6 separate regions of the Mus musculus genome follow, and regions 2, 3, 4, 5 and 6 are each linked to region 1. A link is a contact called in public promoter capture Hi-C and targeted proximity ligation data. All regions are on one chromosome and are shown on one strand. The core of a region is the stretch at or near the end of the contact, and the rest is flanking DNA. Distances in the headings are between cores, read along the strand shown.

What was found. Capture Hi-C pulls out chosen DNA fragments and counts their contacts.
Region 2: a targeted proximity ligation map of astrocytes shows a contact between it and region 1, with 6 times the contacts expected there. A contact is called at or near these places in 3 of 39 promoter capture datasets (cranial neural crest, hippocampal neurons and pre-B cells) and 1 of 130 datasets of targeted methods (astrocytes).
Region 3: a contact with region 1 is called in a promoter capture Hi-C map of liver, with 4 times the contacts expected there. A contact is called at or near these places in 3 of 39 promoter capture datasets (hippocampal neurons, liver and pre-B cells), 1 of 130 datasets of targeted methods (astrocytes) and 2 of 9 other capture datasets (adipose tissue and liver).
Region 4: a contact with region 1 is called in a promoter capture Hi-C map of liver, with 2.6 times the contacts expected there. A contact is called at or near these places in 2 of 39 promoter capture datasets (hippocampal neurons and pre-B cells), 2 of 130 datasets of targeted methods (astrocytes and large pre-B cells) and 1 of 9 other capture datasets (liver).
Region 5: a contact with region 1 is called in a targeted proximity ligation map of astrocytes, with 7 times the contacts expected there. A contact is called at or near these places in 4 of 39 promoter capture datasets (embryonic stem cells, hippocampal neurons, liver and 1 more), 2 of 130 datasets of targeted methods (astrocytes and embryonic brain) and 2 of 9 other capture datasets (adipose tissue and liver).
Region 6: a contact with region 1 is called in a targeted proximity ligation map of astrocytes, with 4 times the contacts expected there. A contact is called at or near these places in 1 of 39 promoter capture datasets (pre-B cells), 1 of 130 datasets of targeted methods (astrocytes) and 2 of 9 other capture datasets (adipose tissue and liver).

What each region holds. Positions count from the first base shown.
Region 1 is chr15:55,110,879-55,113,911 of GRCm38.p6, forward strand. Deptor (DEP domain containing MTOR-interacting protein) reads left to right here and starts at 1,439. Exons shown (of 9, transcript NM_145470.3): 1 at 1,439-1,741. The coding sequence starts at 1,620. It overlaps Gm9920 (predicted gene 9920), which reads right to left and starts at 2,704. Exons shown (of 5, transcript NR_045093.1): 1 at 2,462-2,704; 2 at 1,465-1,718; 3 at 242-338.
Region 2 is chr15:58,074,975-58,078,007 of GRCm38.p6, forward strand. It overlaps Zhx1 (zinc fingers and homeoboxes 1), which reads right to left and starts at 1,534. Exons shown (of 4, transcript NM_009572.4): 1 at 1,183-1,534.
Region 3 is chr15:58,032,859-58,035,891 of GRCm38.p6, forward strand. It overlaps 9130401M01Rik (RIKEN cDNA 9130401M01 gene), which reads right to left and starts at 1,436. Exons shown (of 6, transcript NM_029418.4): 1 at 1,226-1,436. The coding sequence starts at 1,342.
Region 4 is chr15:57,984,362-57,987,394 of GRCm38.p6, forward strand. It overlaps Fam83a (family with sequence similarity 83, member A), which reads left to right and starts at 1,542. Exons shown (of 4, transcript NM_173862.2): 1 at 1,542-2,180. The coding sequence starts at 1,701.
Region 5 is chr15:57,891,003-57,894,035 of GRCm38.p6, forward strand. It overlaps Derl1 (Der1-like domain family, member 1), which reads right to left and starts at 1,416. Exons shown (of 8, transcript NM_024207.4): 1 at 1,141-1,416. The coding sequence starts at 1,293.
Region 6 is chr15:57,693,162-57,696,194 of GRCm38.p6, forward strand. It overlaps Zhx2 (zinc fingers and homeoboxes 2), which reads left to right and starts at 1,506. Exons shown (of 4, transcript NM_199449.2): 1 at 1,506-1,843.

The DNA.
Region 1 (3,033 bases), core at 189-2,688:
ACTGAGGCAGGGGGATCAAGGGTTTGATGCTATCCTGGGCTACACAGCAAGATTCTACCCCAAACAATAGTTTTGTTTACCAGAGAATGGACCTTGCAAAGTACTAAATGCTCTACTTTTGTGACCCTAGCAGGTTCAGAGCCTAGTCTTCAGGAATGTCAAGTAACATTCACAGCAGCATATGTTTTGTTATATACTGACACTTCCTGAAGATTGTGACAGTTATCGTAGACACAAGTACCTGTATCTTCCAAAAGGCAAATCCAAAGATACTTCAACAAATGTGTATGGCCGCGGAAGCCATGACTTCCCAGTCAAGCTATGTTGAAGTTTACAAACTAAAAACGAAGAGACACAGTGATGACTTTTAATGAACATGGTAGACCAGCTCGGCCATTCAAATATGTTTAACCTCCTCCTCTTTCTCCTCCTCCTCCTCACCCCCCCCTCCTCCTCTTCTTCTTTTAAAGATTTATTTATTTTATATGTGTGAGTACACTGTCGATGTGGCTGTCTTCAGACACACCAGAAGAGGGTATCAAATCCCATTACAGATGGTTGTGAGCCACCATGTGGTTACTGGGATTTGAACTCAGGACACCTGGAAGAGGAGTGAGTCAGTGCTCTTAACAGCTGAGCCATCTCTCCAGCCCCTAACCTGCTCTTCTAACGGTTTATTGTATTGCTTGCTTTTGTCAGTTAAGCTGTTTTTGGTTTTAGTTTGTTTTATGAGACAAGGTATCTTCTTATCCCAGTCTGGTCCAAACTCATGATCATCTTCTGAAGTTCTGGGAACATAAGTGTGTCGCCATGCCTGCCAAGATAGAGTTGTTTTAAAAACATAACCTAAAACTGAGAATGCTCTTGCCTGCTTGCCTGAGACAAGTTACCTCACCCCTCCGAGTTGCCTTCCCGACGTAAAAGGAATGATATGGGAAACACAAGAGGGTAGCAATTTATCTAAAACATCTTTAATGCAGCAGATGTGGACAAGTGATAGCTACAACTAGTGTAAAAAAGGGATTAAGAGCATTTAGGTAGGAAACCAAAGTAATGAAGCCAGGTTCTTAGTCTTTTTGAACCGCAGGGCAGGATCCTTTATTGACTCCACCATAGGGTAGTAGTAGATGGTCTATAGGGAAAGGGATCAGGTAGCCTGAAATGCCCTTCAGCAATATCCTCAACTGCTCCGTTTTTGAGTAATCTGTTCTCATTTTTATTCTCTACAACTCTAGTATGGAAAATGGAGAAAAACTGCAACATTCCCCAGCATGAGTTTGGGAGTGAAAAAGGAAATATAAAAGAGGAGCGAAAGGCTCAACCTCCTGCAAAAACTCAGGGCTCAGAGCTCCGCCCCGATGTTTTTATTTTTCTCCTTGTCCCCGCCCCCCGACCATGAGAGAGCCCAGGCCACGCCCCCAAGCCGAAGTTCCAGACCCGGACTCGCCGACTTCTCCTGCTTACCCGCAGGGATTCCCTCACCAGCCAATCGCGTCTGAGCCACGGCACCGCCCGGAACAAAGATGGCCGGGGCGGCCTCGGGGAGGGCACATTGATCCAAACGCCAGGCGCACCCGCCGGGACAGCAAAGGCAGAGTGGCAACCGCGCGGTCAGGAACATGGAAGAGGGCAGCAGCGGCGGCAGTGGTAGCAGCGACAGCAACGCCGGCGGGAGCGGCGGGGTGCAGCAGAGAGAGCTGGAACGCATGGCTGAAGTCCTAGTTACGGGAGAGCAGCTCCGGTAAGGAAAGGCACTCAGTAGATGGGCTCTCGATTGCCCTATGCCCGCCGCGGTCCGGAGCGCACACGCCATCTGGCTCGTGGCAGGCGTGTCGCGCGGGGCGTAGGGACAGTTGCGAGCGAGTGGGATGGTTGGGTCGCGCTGCACGGGTGCCTGGCTACTGCAGCCCGGAGGCTAGCAGCTTCAGCCAGGCTGCGGGGACCGATGCCGGGAACGCGCGGTGCAGGCTGCGCCCTAGCTGGACTGCTGCAGCCATGCGTCCCTCCGACTCGCCACCACTCAGTGCGTGCAAACCCCCTTGCCAGGTGTTCCTGATGACTGTCTAGTCTGCTCGCTCCAAAAAGAAGAGATTTCGGATGGGACCCCAGTCCCTGCGCTTCCAGATAGAAGGCTCCAGCACCCATGAGTGCCTTCGGTTCAGCTTTCCTTTTTTTCTAGCAAGACATGCTTCCCTCATTGGAGCTTCAGGTTACTTTTATGTAAAACCTGGAGCATATCTGCGAGTGCTTTGACGGGTTGCTTCTCTTCCAAAACCTTTCCCAGTTCTTTACCTATCCCTTGATTGGCACACTTGGTTTCAGGTGTCACTTGGGTCCGCAAGGGGGCGTGAAAGTACCTTGTTCAGTGCCCACGTTTGGGACCCCGGAGTTGGCCCACCGCCGCGCACTTTTCCTAGAATTACCACTTTCCCATCTCACAGATCCAGGAACAAGCACTTACCCCCAGGGCTCTTTTGACATTCCCATCGCTTCCTGTTCCTTTTTCTTGGGCATATGCTTAAGACTTGTGCTTCCGCAGCTGCCTTGATATTGGGGGTTGTAAATCAGATTGCCACTCCAAATGAATCCGGCTCTGCCAGAACTTGAACCGCGAGCCCAGTCCCACCTGAAAGAAGTGTGCTAGCTCCCTCTAGCTCTTGGCTTGATTTTTCCGGCTTATTTCGGTTTCTAGATGGCTGTTTCCAGACTGGAAGGAGAGTGTTACAGAGGTTCCTGGAGGTCTGGTAAAGCACTTGGCTTTGCAGTGTTCAGTTTGAGGAAGTAGCTGTTGGCAGTCAGGACGGTGGAGTCCAGTGTGACAGAAGGAAAATCACGCATTTCAGTTCCTCGTTAAATCTCAACTGTGTGGCCAAAATTGAAGGGAATTAAAAACCTGTTTTCCTTCATCAAGAGTATTTTGTAATGGAGATGACGTAAAGTTTTTCTGATTTAATTGGACTTTCTTAATAATTTATTGTTTTGTTCTTTACTATATTGCTGTTTGAAAAGGCTTTGCTTGGGTGAGATTCCTTG
Region 2 (3,033 bases), core at 284-2,783, 3.0 Mb after region 1:
TAATATTAATCTCCGAGAGAATTGCTTCTTCGAATTGCATGGAATCCCACCCTAAAAATGTCACAACTTCTCAATCGGCCTTTCTCATAATTTCCTCCTAAATTTTATCTCTTCTTGGTTTGTTTTGGTCTTGTCTTTTAGAGAAGGGTTAGTGACAGAAAAGTACTGTGAGCATTCCTACTTTATCTATGCTTCTTCTCTACATTCAGTTTTCCAATTGCTTTGCCCAGAGTAAGCTAAGGATAGCAAACAGAATCTTATTCTTCCGTTTGGTTCGTTTCTTACTGGTACCTTTGGAGTACCGAAACAAAGAATTCTAAGTCCCTCTCTTGGAACTTCGGTGTAAATACACAAGAAATGAGTCAGGGCTCGGCTTTCCTGCCATCAGACCCCAGTCCTTTTTATTCCCTCCTAGCCAATTCCCTTTAAGCCCCAAGGCTTGGAGTTTCCTCTGGTCCATCGCTCTCCCAAGTCTGCACTCCCGCTCCACTACCTAAGCAGAGACAAGTGTGTTTCCACCCTCTTTAATGAACTTCTCCCCTAAAAGCCTGCTCTTCCTCAAAATATACTTCGCACTATACTTCTTGGGGATGCAACTCCTGAGTCTTCTCTGCTGAGGTTTCCCGTTGCTCCGACCCCAAAGCCAGTGCGCTACAGTCCAGCCGGAGATCCTTGGCTGACTCTTCAGAGGGGGGCTGCGCCGTGTCCCCACGAGGTGGCCTCACGCCTCCGGAGGCCCAACGCTGGAGATCTTCCCCAGGACCCGCACGGTAGTTAGGGTCCGCTGTCCCAGAGACGTCCTTCCCCCCAGGGAGACCGGCTCCCCATCCCCTCTGCGCCCCCAAGTTACTCAGTGCTCTCCCAACCAAGGCGCTGGGGCTTTCCCTCCAAACCCTCCACCCAGAGCTCCGTCCTCGCTCTGACAACCCCCGAGAGAATCCGGGAGCTGCGACTCCGTCCGCCCCGCCGCGGGGCAGGCCCAGTTCCCCCCGGGTCCGATCTTGCGTGCCCCAGCACCGTGGGCTGGGTCCCGAAGAGGGGGGGGGTGTCTGTGTCCCGCTGCTGCCCCGTCCCGTGTCGCGCCAGCGCCCGCGCCTCTCGGCTTCCCTACCCGCCGCGAGTTCCTGCTCGGGTTCCACCCGCAACCGCGAGGCCCAGTCCCCAGCCCGCTCGCGCAGCTACCTGCAGGGGCCGCCTCGCCTCAGCGCCTCGCCGCCGCCATCTTGCATTTCAGAGCGACTGCACTTTTCAGGGAGTCAACTCTGACCCGTGAACCCTAACCCCGGAACCACTCGGAGGGCCCTCGCGCGAGGGGGCCCCCCACGGAGCTCTGCAGCCCGGCAGAAGCGCCGAGAGGCCAGGCCAGGGTGCGAGAGAGACTCCGCTCCCTGAACCCACAAGGGCCGCGAGGAGGAGCCAGCCGAGGCGGGGACGAGCCGGGCACCCCACTCGAGGACTCCGCCGCTCCTCTGGGATGCGACCCAGGCCGCTCCTCTAGAACCGGGCGCTGCGGGAGGTGTGCGCCGCCCCGCCCTCTGTCAGGGAGAGTCACGCCCCCTGTCAGGAGGGGGCCACGCCTCTGTCACTAGAAGCCACGCCCCGTCGCGAGAAGCTCCTCCTCCAGGGCCTGCGAGGCTCCGCCCCGTTCAAGCGATTGCTCGGCCAGCGGTCGTCAGAAGTCGGACCCCGCCTCCCGCGACCTCGGTCGCTTTCTTCCCTTGAAACTGCCTAGGTCCTCCGAAACCAACCCCATCTCTCCCGGAGCCGGCGTCCTAAGGCCCCGCCCCTCCCTAAGCCACGCCCACTGTCACTCTCGGCTCCTCCTTGGCAGCGCCCTCTGGATGCCAGCCGCGCCCCCACCCGCTGTCAACAGTCCCGCGCTCCTGTCAGCCGCTGCTCCGCCTCTTCCTAGCCCGAGTCCAGCAGGAGCCCCGTAGTTCCAGCTTTGGACGGGAAAAGTTAAGTGTGGCCCCACTTGGAGCCTCCCGCCTCTGCTTCCTGCTGCCGTCCCTCTTTCCCCGGAGAGCCACTGACTGAAGCCGAGCTCTCCGCAGTGGGCACCAGCCCCGCAGCGCGGCCAGCCGAGGACCTCAGCGTCTTCCCCACCTCTGCCCTTCAGCCCTCTCGTCATTGTTCCATTGAATATAACAAACGAGGGCGAAAGGAAACCACTCCGAGTGTTCGCTCCTGTACTCGCCGCTCCGGACGGACGTAAGAGAACTCTTTGGCGCCTGGATGTTTAGTCCCCACCCCCATTCCAGTCATGGACCCTTTTGTGTTTTGATAGCAGAGCTCCACCAAGCCACACCAGCCCGAAAATTTGCACTCTGCATTTACATGAAGGGAAGACCTGGCTGCTGATATCAACGTGCACAATATTTAGTTGCATCCTAAAATTCTAAAACTTGTGTATGCTGAGGCTTAATGGTCTCACCAGCAGAGGAACCCAACCCTGTCCCACTCTCGGCCCATTCTTAAAACAAAAATTAATAGCGCTCAAGCCCCTTGAAACTAAATTCAGAATGCAAACTACTTATACAAAGAATTTAAGAAATCAGTGTAGTTTTTAATAGAAAGTGGTTTAATGGAAAGTATTTATAATACAGTACTAACATCAGTAAAATAAAACAATGCATTCTCCACAATGTATTTAATACACAATGTGTTTAAATACACAATGTATTTATGTATCCCTCATAAGAAAAATACAAGACAAAAAGTTACACACACACACACCAGTTTATGCTCACCCCAAAGACAGTTCCAGGTCCACTGAGAATCCCAGTTTAGGATTTAACTCTGAACAAAGAAAATATTTTAAATTCAGATATTCAACCTTTTGTTCATGCATTCAACCATTTGCTTTTTGAGGACCACATGTGCCGGACACTAAAGGAGATGTAAAACTGAGTAAGGCCATCCTGTTGTCCGTTGGTATCTAAAAGGGATTGTTCTGGAACCCTCCATGATACCCAAATAGAGTGTTGTTCAAGTCCCTTAAATAAACTGGTATGGAATTTGCATATAATCTGT
Region 3 (3,033 bases), core at 186-2,685, 2.9 Mb after region 1:
AGGTCGGACAACCTGATTTGATCTATGGGCCCCATGTGGTGGAAGGAAAGAATCAACAACTGCAGTTTGTCCCCTGACCGCCACACAGTGCCATGGCTCTCTCACCCACACACAAATAAATGAACGTGGTTTTAAAAAATAAAAGTTGTAATGATCACATGTCTATACATGTCAATGACAGATTTAAAAAATAAATAAAAGCACACGGTTTCAACCACAGTGAAGTTATTGGAAATGACATCACCAAGTGCAGTCCAGTGACTCTTAAAGTGCTATCTGCTTTCTTTTAGAGCAATTGAGAGTGAATAGGGACTGACAAAATTGTGCACAAGACGTAGGAAACTGTGATTATGGCGATGGTCCTATTATAAAAATGCTACAAAGGCACACAGAGCACAGGAAATTTTAACTGGAGTCAGGTTTCTGTGCATCCCAGACAAAGATTTGGAGGATCTGAGGACACATCTGTAAGACGACCTCTTCTGATGTAAACCCACTGGACATAAGGTGAGATCCAGATGTAACTACCAAGAAAGAATTAAAAAAAAAGGATGAAAAGCATTCTGCATGCCCAATTTTCCAGCCCCAAAGAAGCATCTCCTATTCTCTTTTACAATAAAACCTGCTGAGGCTGAAGAAAGTCTCTAAATTCTGTTGACTCAGTACAGTTAACATTGTAATAGCTTGGTTGTATTCTGAGAAATACACTTCACTGAGTATCAAGGCTCATCATAAGCGTGCTAAATTAGTGCCTCTCCTTCTACTGGGCCATCACAGTAAGAAAAACTTTGTTCTATTCTTTAAACACTGGGTCACTCGAGACGAGGTATTTGAGCCACCGTTAGGTTCGGCACTCTGCAACCATTTAGTCACATAGCTAGCCATCCCAACTCAACAATAACATATCCAAGTCTCAATACATTACTAGGAAATGATGAAACATAATTAGCTTGGAACTATTTTATTCTTCTAGGCAGCCAGCAGGCCTGCAAGGATGCTACGGCGGAGCACCTGGGCGGGGCTGGAGGCAGGAAGGGGGCGTGTGATGCTAGCCCGGGCCCGCCTGCAGGACACGTGGGTTGAGGGTGGGGGACGGAGACAGACAACCCGAGGGTACAAGAGTGAAGTCGCCGTGCTTGGTTGCAGGGCGGGTGGACAGTGACGGTGGTGGGCCTCGCCGCAGGCCGGCTCCAGAGCGGAGCGGCAAGAGGGGCAGCCGTCTCACCTGCGGCTCGCAGAGCTTGGCGCGGTAGGGGGAGGGCGGCTCGGGCCGGCGCTCCGGCCTCTGCTCGAACACCGAGTCCTCAAATTCGCCGCCCAGCACCCAGCATCCGGTCTCCATCGCGCGGAAGTGCAACTGGACCTCGAAACGAGGCGACACCTAGAGCGACGCCCATCACCCAGCCTCCAAAGCGCGCGACAGCAGCCGCGCCAAGGCTGCCGAGGCAAGGTAGAGTGTAGAGCGGCACCGGCGCGCCGCCCACACGGAAGCGGTGGGTTGTCGGCCGGAGCGTTGCATTCTGGGAGTGGTAGTCTTTCAGCGGCTGGGGATTTCCGTGGTGGAGCAGAAATTCTTGCCTGACTCCAGGGCCTCCTAAACCACCCAACAAAGGTTTTGACCTCTTTGTGTCTAGAGCTGGATAGAGTGAGTTCCTCCTGAGTACCTCGAATAGTCGTGGTCTCTGGAGAGCCAGTTAACTTGGTAAGTATCAGCTTTAAACCACTGACAGTATTCTCCCCATTTTATTTTGCATTTTATTTCTAAAATTTCTTTCCCAATAACTGTGAGAAGAGCCCGGTTATTCTTATCTTGTAAAAGGAGATACTGGGCTTGAAGAAGTCAGGTAACTTGTTCAAAAGCCCAGGGTCTCTGAAGAAGAGACCAGAACTCTTCACGCATTTACTAAAAAAACTAGACATCACAATTTAAAGACTTGGATCAAGGCTAGCAGAATTTTGAGACTTTCAAGAAACGTTTTGACTCTAGAATGTAAAGGTCGTGGACAAAACACTGGCTTGTGTTATAGAGCACTAATGTGGAGCTAGTAATAAAGCTTTTCTATTTGCCCTCACACTTGCTCCTCTTCCACCAGTTGCTTCCAGGGTTTTTCCTTCAGCCCTATTTTCTACTCTACAGACTCGTACAGGGCAACCCAAACCACCTCCCCGGATTTCAAAATTCATCTGCCCTTGGCTCACCAAATGTGGAACTCAGTGCATATTCAATAGCCTCATTGGAAGAGTCCACGCAGGGAGCCTCCAGGCAGTAGCTACTGTGGGATCCATCCAGAGAAGTTCTTTTTTAATACCTGGGGTTTTTGTTTTGTTTTCTCATCAGAAATGCAATACTTCTTATTAAGAAAAATTCAGATATTATAGAGAATTATAAGAAAAGTTCCTAATATCACCAGGAAAAAAATAATGTCCTAAAAAGGGCTATACTTGCCCTAATCCCAGTATGCCCTGTCTATGCCCAGAACTGTGTCAGCACAGTACTGAAGGACTGCAAGAGCCACGTGTGTGTGGCTCTGTTGCCTTGGCTCGCTAGCTGTGTGACCCAGTCTATAAAATGGGTATTGATTAAAATAAGGCACACAAAGCTTTAGAGGTGAAAGGGGTGTCATGGGTGTATTCAAGATCTCTGCTCCAGGAGCGGAGGAAGAGCAGAGCAAAGGCGGGCAAGGAGGAGTTCTTCCAGCTTTTTCTTTATGAAAGATATTTGATCTCAGAATGTCTTCCCTCCTGCTCAGGCCTGCTAGCTCTAGCCTCCTGCCCAACAACTGAACCAGAGCGTGTGCTAAAATGGCAGCAGTTGTTTAAGGGCTGCACGTGGGGAAGTGATAGCTCTTTGCCCTTTGCACTCAAGATTCCTGGGCTCAGTAGTTTCCAACCTTTTGCTAAAAGAACCTCCTTGCTTACTCTACTCCCACAGTCATGGCAGATTTGTCTACAAAAAGAAAGCTATGTCTATTGACTAGTAATTGTTTACCTTTCATTTGAAAATGTGAACCCAAATTTTTTTTTAAGATTTAT
Region 4 (3,033 bases), core at 292-2,791, 2.9 Mb after region 1:
GACCCAGGAATGAGGAAGAGGGAGGAGGCTGTGGGAGAGAGGAGCAGGTCCACTTCCAGGAGCAAGAAGAGAGAGGGCAGAGAGCCAAGGAGGGATTAATGGGTTTGTCCTCGGGGAACAGGGACCAAGGGAGGAGAGAAGCTAGAACAAGGGGAGGCTTGTCTGAGATTGCGAATTGGGTTCCTTCGTAGTCTGTCCTAAGAGGAAAGACGTTCCTTTTTAAATTGCTTTTCTTGTTTTTGAATTGCACTCTGATTTAAACACTGAGACCATCCTGCTGGACCAAGTCACCTGGGCCACTTCTCTACGGTCCTAGAAGTCTAGCTCTGCCTTCCTTCGGAGAGTGGCAATGGCCCAGAGGCATCAGGCTCTTCCCGGGTTCTGGCTCCTTGACAGCACAAGATTGGATTTCCCTGGCACAGGTCCTTAGCAGGCACTGCCAGTGCCAGGCTTCTGTGCCCCGGTGTCATCCCTCCCGCAGTTAGAGCTTCCTGTAACCAACTGCAGCTTTGTTACCACAAGCACTCAGTGGGCTCTCGGGCGGGCCGGCTGCTGGGGTAAACCCGGCATGAGAGGCCCTAGACAGGCTGGCAGGTAGGAACACTGGGCTGTGACTCTCCTATCACACAGTTCTCAGTGAACCGAACCCCCACCCCCATGTGTCCTATCATGTTCATGAACTCCAGATGGTCACTACCTCATCCCACGAGTCAACCTGCCCAAGACAAGCATCTTTTTCCTGTGCCGTTCAACTCCCCATGGCCCTCTCCACTTTTGCTTTCTGGAGTCCTCTTCCAAGATGCCTGCGCTCAGCTCCTCTTCCTAGCCTGTTTCCTGCGGAGCCCAATCGAAGCCAGTCAGGCTTCCAGATGTTCCATCCCACAGCTGTCTGGGACCTGGTCTGAAGAGAAAGCACAGGTTACTTCCTCAGAGGTCACAGAGTTCATTCACAGATGGCACCCCTCCTCCAGCCCCGACATGGATCCTATGGGTTCCCAGGCCACGAAATAGTAGCCTGACTTGCAGCCATACTCCCCAAACGGTCAGCACACTGCCCAGACCTAGGAACTCTGTGCAGACTGAACAAACAGGTCAATAGCAAATACTAGACAGACACTCTTTCACGGGACAGGGAAGGGGTGGGCAAGAAAAAGAGGGGGTTCCTGGGGAAGTTCTCGTTGGCCTTATATGAACCCAACGGAGTTTGAGCCAGGGAGCACAAAGGGGACCTGTGCCCAGTCCTCCTTGCTCCTGTCTATCCCTTGGGCTGGTTCTGTGGGGCTGGAGGAGTAGCTCCTCACTGTAACAAAGGCCGGAGGGTTCCAGGCCCTCAGTGTTGTGCAACCAAGTGGGAAAGCCGGCTCAGCCTGAGGCTGAAGCGGAGGAAATATCCCATGGTTGACTGTGCCAAGGCAATGACTGATCCAGCCCTCTGACTTGTGGGCAGGGTGGTGGCTCTCGGAGATAAGCCAATCCCTGGGCTGCAGGTGAGGATCCCCAAGAAGCATTGTTGGGGCAGTGAGAACCATTTCTCCAAGTAGGCAAGAGGGGAGGAAGGAACTCGGCAAGCCAGTATGGGAAGCCCATAGCTTCCTAGGAATACTGGGAGCCCTATTCCTCCCTGGTGTCGTCCGCATTCTTCCTACGTCTGGAAGAGCTCCGCGGTTGGCCACCCCTCCACGACTGAGCAACACAGCAGCATGAGTCGGTCAAGGCATGTGGGCAAGATCCGGAAACGTCTGGAAGATGTCAAGAACCAGTGGACCCGGCCAGCCAGAGCTGACTTCAGTGATAATGAGAGCGCCCGGCTGGCCACAGATGCCCTCTTGGATGGCGGTCCAGAGGCTTACTGGCGCGCCCTCAGTCAGGAAGGAGAGGTAGACTTCCTGTCCTCAGCGGAGGCCCAGTACATCCAGGCCCAGGCCAAGGAGCCCCCTGATGCCCCCGATTCTGCCGGAGGGGCTGAGTCAGGACCCAGAGGACTGGACTCCTGCTCTTTACAATCAGGTACCTACTTCCCTGTGGCTTCGGAAGGCAGTGAGCCAGCTCTGCTGCACACCTGGACTTTGGCTGAGAAGCCCTACCTGAAGGAAAAGTCCAGTGCCACCATCTACTTCCAAATGGACAAACACAACAACATCAGAGATTTGGTCCGCCGCTGCATCTCCCGGGCCAGCCAGGTACCCACGCAGAGCTGAGGTCTGCCTAGTGCTGTGCGGGATGGAGCGGGGATTAGATAGAGCTAGGGGCTTGCATGCTGTTTTCACAGGCTTGCCCAGGAGCACAGACCCTTGATCCCTATACAACCTGGGTCCTGCGCCACTAGCACCTATCCCTGGCACTATAGTCTCTCGTGTGGGAAGGATAAATCCCTTCCTTGGCTCCCCAACTCCTTTTTCCTACTGCTTGCCACTCACCCCCGAGTCCCCTGCATATTCTCAAGCCTCTGGCCTCTGGCTTCAGGACTTTGGAGACTCTGTCTGTCCCTGAACCATCCCTGCTTTTCACTCCGGTTCGTGCTCTTTTTTCGTTAGTGCTTCCAGATGAATGGGCGAGGGGACTTCACTAGGACATATCCTTGTCCTTTTGTCCTCTCAGCCTCTATTTAGATCTAGTTGCCCACAGGTCACCCTGTAGCCCCTGTATCAGGCAGCTCTATCGAAGCAGAAAGTGAGGCAGGGAGAGGGTCAGAGAAAATTCCCCTCTCCCCGGACAGCCCATGTTTTACTTAGACTCTGGAAAGTCCTTCTGAACAGGGCCTCAGCTGACAGGACCTCAGGCATTGGGGCCAATGGGGCAGGAGTTCCCAGTGCCTCTGCATGTCTGCAGTGGTTGCCAGTGTCAACTGGGGGCTGGGTAGAGAGGGTTACTCTCTGCTATCTCTTTTTTTCCCAAGTACACAGGGTTGTGGGTACCCATCCCTCTTTCCTGAAACTGCAGAGGGGCAAGGGAGAGAAAGTGAACTCCAAGGAGGAGAGAAATCTGTCATCCACGGTTGGGGGTGTGGCTCTGTGGTAGAGGGCCTGTTTAGCA
Region 5 (3,033 bases), core at 166-2,665, 2.8 Mb after region 1:
AGATGTGCATCTCGATGGCAGAGCACTCAGCTAGCACGTGCTATGCTCTGGGTTTGAGTCCCAGCACTAAACAGGAAACCCAAAAAAAGAACTCAGGGATGTCTCTATGACTGCTAAACCCCCCTAGCAAACACAGTTGCTATTTGCAAAGATGAAAGGGAGATTTGATTATATGTCTACTGGTCACCAGGTGGTGATTTCCACCACTACAATAAAGATACTCACATATCCGACAGTCTCCCATTCATGTGTTTATGCCCCTTGTATGATAAAGATCTAAGTCCAAGGGATGGACTACAGAGGATCCTATAACGGACTCCAAGAGCATATCCCAACATCTGGGTGAGGAAAATGAGAAATCAGCAAAGGAGACGAGAAAATAACATCCAGTGGAAAGTAGAAAGAGAAGGCTAAGGAATGTGTGGAAATCCAGATCTAATATAATCTGAGCGTCCCCTGATTAAATTTTTATATCACAGAATCAATAAAAATAACCTCTAGGAAACTAACATTCTTTGGCTTAGAATGATAATCTTGACTAATATCCTTAATGCTTAAGAAAATTAGTATCTCCCGTTTCCTGAGTAGTTTATTCATTCACTGGTAACATTTAACGGCTATATGCCAGGTGATCGGATAGGGCCCGTAGGAAATACAGATAAATTAATTCTTATTAATATCTGCCTTTACACCACTGCTTTAGGGAGGAGAGAGAAACTGTAAACACGCTAACAACCCACGCAGAATTATGTCAAGTAGACACCACTGATTAAGATGGCATCGCCACCCACGACATAGATAGAAGGAGGGAGGAAGACATTCAGGTAGGTGGGCCCAATTTGCCAACAGAATGGCAACTTACCTCTCACTTCAGAGTGCGGAAGGCGGGAAGTACAATCTTGCCAGACAGGTATTGTGAGTCACGTCCTAGCAGGCCAGTCCGCGACTCTAAATTATCTAAGCCTTAACACTCGACCCCAGGACCTCCCGGGACCCAAAGGACCCCAGCCTTAAACCCCTGGAGGCGGACGCACTACAGATCCCACCAGCCCCAGCGCGCCCCGCAGCCCGGCGAACCCGTTCCGTAGCCGCGGGGACACCTGGGGGCTGTAGTCTCCACCGCCCTACGCCAGCTACTACCTGGAAGCGATAGAGGAAGGCTTCGGGCCAGAGGAAGAAGTAGGCCGGGCTGATGATGCCGAGCTTGCCGATCAAGGGGACAGCAACGGTGGCAGCAAACCAGTAGCGCGTGATGGCCGGGATGCTCCTGAACCAGTCCCCGATGTCCGACATGGTCGCCCGTCAGGTGACCGGCTGCGCAGCGCCGCGCGTCCTCCCGTGCCCACCCCGCGCTCCGCGGCCGGCTTGGCCAGGGAAAGTGGAGGCGCAGCCGCTGTGCAGGAGGCGGAGACCGACGGACGTGGCGCCACCGAATTCGGACAAGCTAGGCAGCGATCACAAGAGAAACTTCCCCTTCCGGTGGCCGCGGTCCACGTGACCAGAAGTGTCCCGGCGGCTTAAAGGGCCAGTGCCGTTTTTGCAGCTCAGTACCGGGACTCGACGTCCTGGGGTGGGGCCAAGCAGGAGAGGCGGGGCGACGACGGCAAGGCTAGTAGGAAACAGTGGTTACCCAGAGCAACGGCCAGTCTTGCAAACCAATGGGGAAGCTACATGCCCTAGTTCTCCCCGGAGTTGTAATCGGAGTAGTGCCTCTTGAAGAGTATTTATTTAAAGGGAAAGGAAGAGATAGCGCATATAGTTCCTCATTTAGTCACAGCTTCAGGCAAATTTTTAGACACTGGGGATGCAGCTGCGGCTGTGAGCACGGTAGCGGTACCTGAACTTTGCAGTCTCAGGGTAGACAGAAAAGCAAATGAGTTATGAAGAAGAATTTCAGAGGATACGGGAAAAGATTAGGATGATGGGGGGGCTAGAGTGGCAGCGGAGGACTGGGAAATCTTGAGACGCATTTGAGACCGCATTTATAATTGGACATGATCTGGTTCATTGGGGGGCTTTAAATTAGAAATGAAGATGGTTGTTTTAAACAAATGGTGGAAAGATACCGATTTCACTAGAACTTTTATTCAGTTGCTGGTTTTTGTTGTTGTTGTTTTGGTTTGGTTTTGTTTTTTTGAAAATATGGTTTAGGATCAGTAAAACTTTCCGTAAAGAACATAGGTGTAAACTGACCTGTAGTAAACTAAGTATCTGAACTTACTGCAATCAAAGAGATTGCTCACCAAAGAACCCTGGACCCATTTCTCTAAACAAAATCCAAAATCATCATTATTGGATGGTGGAGGGAGAGGAACTGTCGGCCAAACTGGAAGAGGCAGTGCGTTGTAAACACAGAGCTGAGGTGTAACATAATTACCATCAGGTCTGGACAATAAGAAAAGAAACAGACTCGGTGTTCTCAGATCGGGAAAAAAAAATTCCTCAAACTTAAAAAATGTGAAATTTGGGCTCTGGAAAAAAAAATTATTTAACGTTGTAAAGGAATTGAAAATCTTAGGTCCAAGTGGCCCACGTGACTCACATCCTCCAGGCAAAGACGAGGTCCATGTGCATTTCCACATACTTTCCAGTGCTCCATTATTTCAAACACTCTAGAAACACTGGCGTTTATACTGTGACAAACCACTTCTTAGCAGTACCTAATGTTGTGAAAGTCACTTCATCTCTCTTTGGGGTCCTTGCCTTTAGAAGGACCTGGTAACTGGACGGTAGAGATGGCTCACATGGGAATGCACCTCAAAATGAGACATCCACATAAAAGCCTAGGAAGGAGTCCAAGGTAGATGTGGGGGAACAGGCAACCCCACACTCAGAAAGCTTGAGAGCAAGAGTTTCAGGACATCCCAAACTGCATAGCAAGATTCTGTCAAAAAAGCAGAAGGAAAGAAGAAGAAGAAGAAGAAGAAGAAGAAGAAGAAGAAGAAGAAGAAGAGGAGGAGGAGGAGGAGGAGGAGGAGGAGGAGGAGGCTGGGGAGATGGCTCAGCAGTTAAGAGCACTTTCTGCGCTGCAGA
Region 6 (3,033 bases), core at 256-2,755, 2.6 Mb after region 1:
TTGGCCACCCCGCAGTACACAGCCACCTGTTGCTGTCCTGGCGCCCCGAGCGGAGTCGCAAGCGGCCGCTAGAGTTCGTTCTAATTCCCCGGAGCAGAGCTGGCTGGGAAGCCGGAATGCGATGCGCCTGCTAATCCGCAGGATGGGAGGCAATTCCGCAGTCTTCAAGTCCCAAGCCCTCTGTTTTCTCCAGTAACTCCTAGTGTCAAATCTGGGTCCCAGAGTTAGCCTCCACCCCCTACGGTGGGCTCCAAGAGCGCTCACACCCAACAAATTCCCAAACGCCCCCAGAATCTGCGAAGGGGGAAAGGGTCTCTGAGAGCAAGAATGCACAACGCTGACAGGTTGCTAGGTCCGTCATCTTCCCTCGGATGCTCCCTTAGAGAATTTTAACCTTGCGTGATCGCCGGAGCACAGCAGCCGGGTCTCTAGTTCACGGTTCCCAGGGCTGCAAAGGGCAGACACCACACACACACACACACACACACACACACACACACACACACACACGCACGCACGCAGATGGAGGGCTCGTTTGGAGACCCCTCTCGCCGGGAACGCGGCTGTCCCAGCTCCGAAAATGACCCGTCTCGCTTCTGGGGGACTCCAGTGTGCGCGCTGCAGGCGTGTGCATTTTCCCGAAGCTGAGAATCGCTGTGAATTCGGGCCACACAAGTTTGAGTCAGCTCCCCGGGTGTCTTTGTTTGTTTATGGGTTTGGAGGGAAAAAGTTTGAAGATCTTTAACCAGACTGAGCTCAGGCGCAAGCGGAAATCCCCAGCAAAAGTGATCTAACTTCAAGTGGTTATGTAAGTGGGGCGCCTTCTTCCCCGCCCTATTCCCAAGCCCTCTCATTACTATTCCGGGAGTAAAACGCATCTCGATTTAAAAAAAAAAAAAAAAGAAAGAAAAAAGTTTTAAAGTATGTTGTTATTTTCTTTTGCCAGAAGGCGGGCGAAACTCAAGCAGAGCCCAGGGCGCGTGACGACCCCACCCGCGTTCTGCCCCCACGCACTGCAGAAGGACCTGGAGTCTGGGGTGTTGCTGGCGCCGGGCAAGCCCTAGCGCCCTGCGGTCTCACGGTCCGCCACTCCACGTGGTGAGGATCAACAGTTTGTTGAGCTCATCAGTGACACCTTGAACTTTTCATAAAGAAAATGGGTATTGCACCGAGAGGGTTTGGCCGCGGCAGCGCGCCGGGTCGTGCTCAATAGTCAATGATCTCGCTTGCGCCTCCCCCACCTCTTCCCGCAAAAATTCCAATGAGTCCGTTACTGGACTCAGACTTTTAAGCACTCCCCCCCCCCCAACACCCGGGATGACCACTCATCTGAGCCTTTAGGGGCAGCCTCCCCCCACCAGCAACTCCCTCCTAAAAATGACATTTTGCCGAAGTCTGCGGGGGGGCCTGAATTTCACTTTGTAACTTTCTGCGGAACCCGAGCCCGGGTGGCAGCTCCGGTGGTGGTATCGTATGCAAATACGCATGCTGACGTTACAGATCATGTGGGTTTTGGCGTAGATTCCCCACTGATCGAGGCATTTTCCCCCTTTTTTTCTTTTTTCTTTTCTTTTTTTTTTCTTTTTCTTTTCTTTTTTTTTTTCTTTTAAAAAATTCGATCAACCGTTCTCCGTACCGGGGCTTTTTTCTGTCTATCTGTCTGTCTGTCTGTCTGCCAGGCTGGCTTTCCCCCACCACCACCTCTTTCCCACGGAGCCCGAGTCGGGCGCCGGGTGGGGAGTGGGGAGTGGGTGGGGGGAGCCAGCAGAGTTCCATTTTGGAACGCCCGTGCCTCGTCTCCGCGTTCCCAGCCCGGGTCCCCGCGTTCGCAGCCCCGGCGCAGGTAAGAAACTTCGCCCCGGCGCGGAGCACCCGCAGCGGGCACCGCCAGCCCGGAGCCCGACACGCCGGGCGCCCGCCACTCCAGCCCAACTTTCCCACCGCCGCCGCCGCTCCCGAAAATGTGTTGTTAATGGGACTTGGCCGGGTTAGGAATGGGGGTGCGCGGGAGGGGGGTGTTCAGGCTTTTTTTTTCTTCTTTTTTTTTTTTTTTTTTTGAGGGTGGGAGGAAATCCGCGGTTTCGGGGAGAGGAGTACGGAGATTTTTTTTTTTTTTATGAAATAGTTTTGATTACAAGTTTGGATAAATGGAAGCCAGACCGAGGAGGAGGAGGAAAAACATGTCTACGTTTCCCTATGTCGACATAAGCCACAAAAAAATATGGCGTCCGCTTTCGACAGGGCGTTACGTAGACTCGACTCTGTTTTTTATTTATTTATTTTGTGGCCGGCTTCCTGCCTTCTTGGCCAAACTGCGGCGCTTTGTGCAAACCGGGCAGGTCCCGCGGGGACTCCACCGGGACGTGGCCCCGTCTCGGCGCTTTTTGGAAGCCTGGGGGCTGCGTGTGGCTGCACCCCTCCCTCCCCCGCTCTCCCCTCTGCTCCCCTCTCCTGGTGACGATTCGCCGTAATGTGGTGGCAGGAAGCATGACGCCGTGTTGAGGCTGCCTCTCCTCGCGTCGCTCCCGGTGGCTGCAGGCGGCCGGCGCGCAGCGCGGCGCGGGCGGCGGGCGAGGGACCTGCGGGCAGGGCCTGAGTGCGGCGCTGTGCCCACGCCCCGCTCAGGTGCGCGGGGAGGGGGATGCGGGGGACGCGCGGACCCCGGGGGCCCTGCTGTCCCTGGCCTGCCGGGACCAGCCGGAACCCGGGTCTCCCGCCTAAGTGGCCGTGGCGTTTTCCAGTCTGCCCCACAAGAGGTTAAGCATTGCTGGCTGGCGTTGGAGCGTCTTTGTGGCTTCCCCCAGGACTTGGGATCCTGAGCTTTGCAAACTTGCCCTTTCCCTAGCAGCTTTGCAGGAGACCAACAAGCTCGGAAAGTTGGAAAACAGGAGCATCACAGGAACGTCCCTTTGGCCCCCTAGCTGTACTGTGCTCTGAAGGTGGTGGAGGAGGATGAGGAGAGCTTATCCAACGGGGTGGGTGGAGGAGACCTGTCGCGGCAGCCAAGTCGTGATTTGCCCAGACTTCCACCTG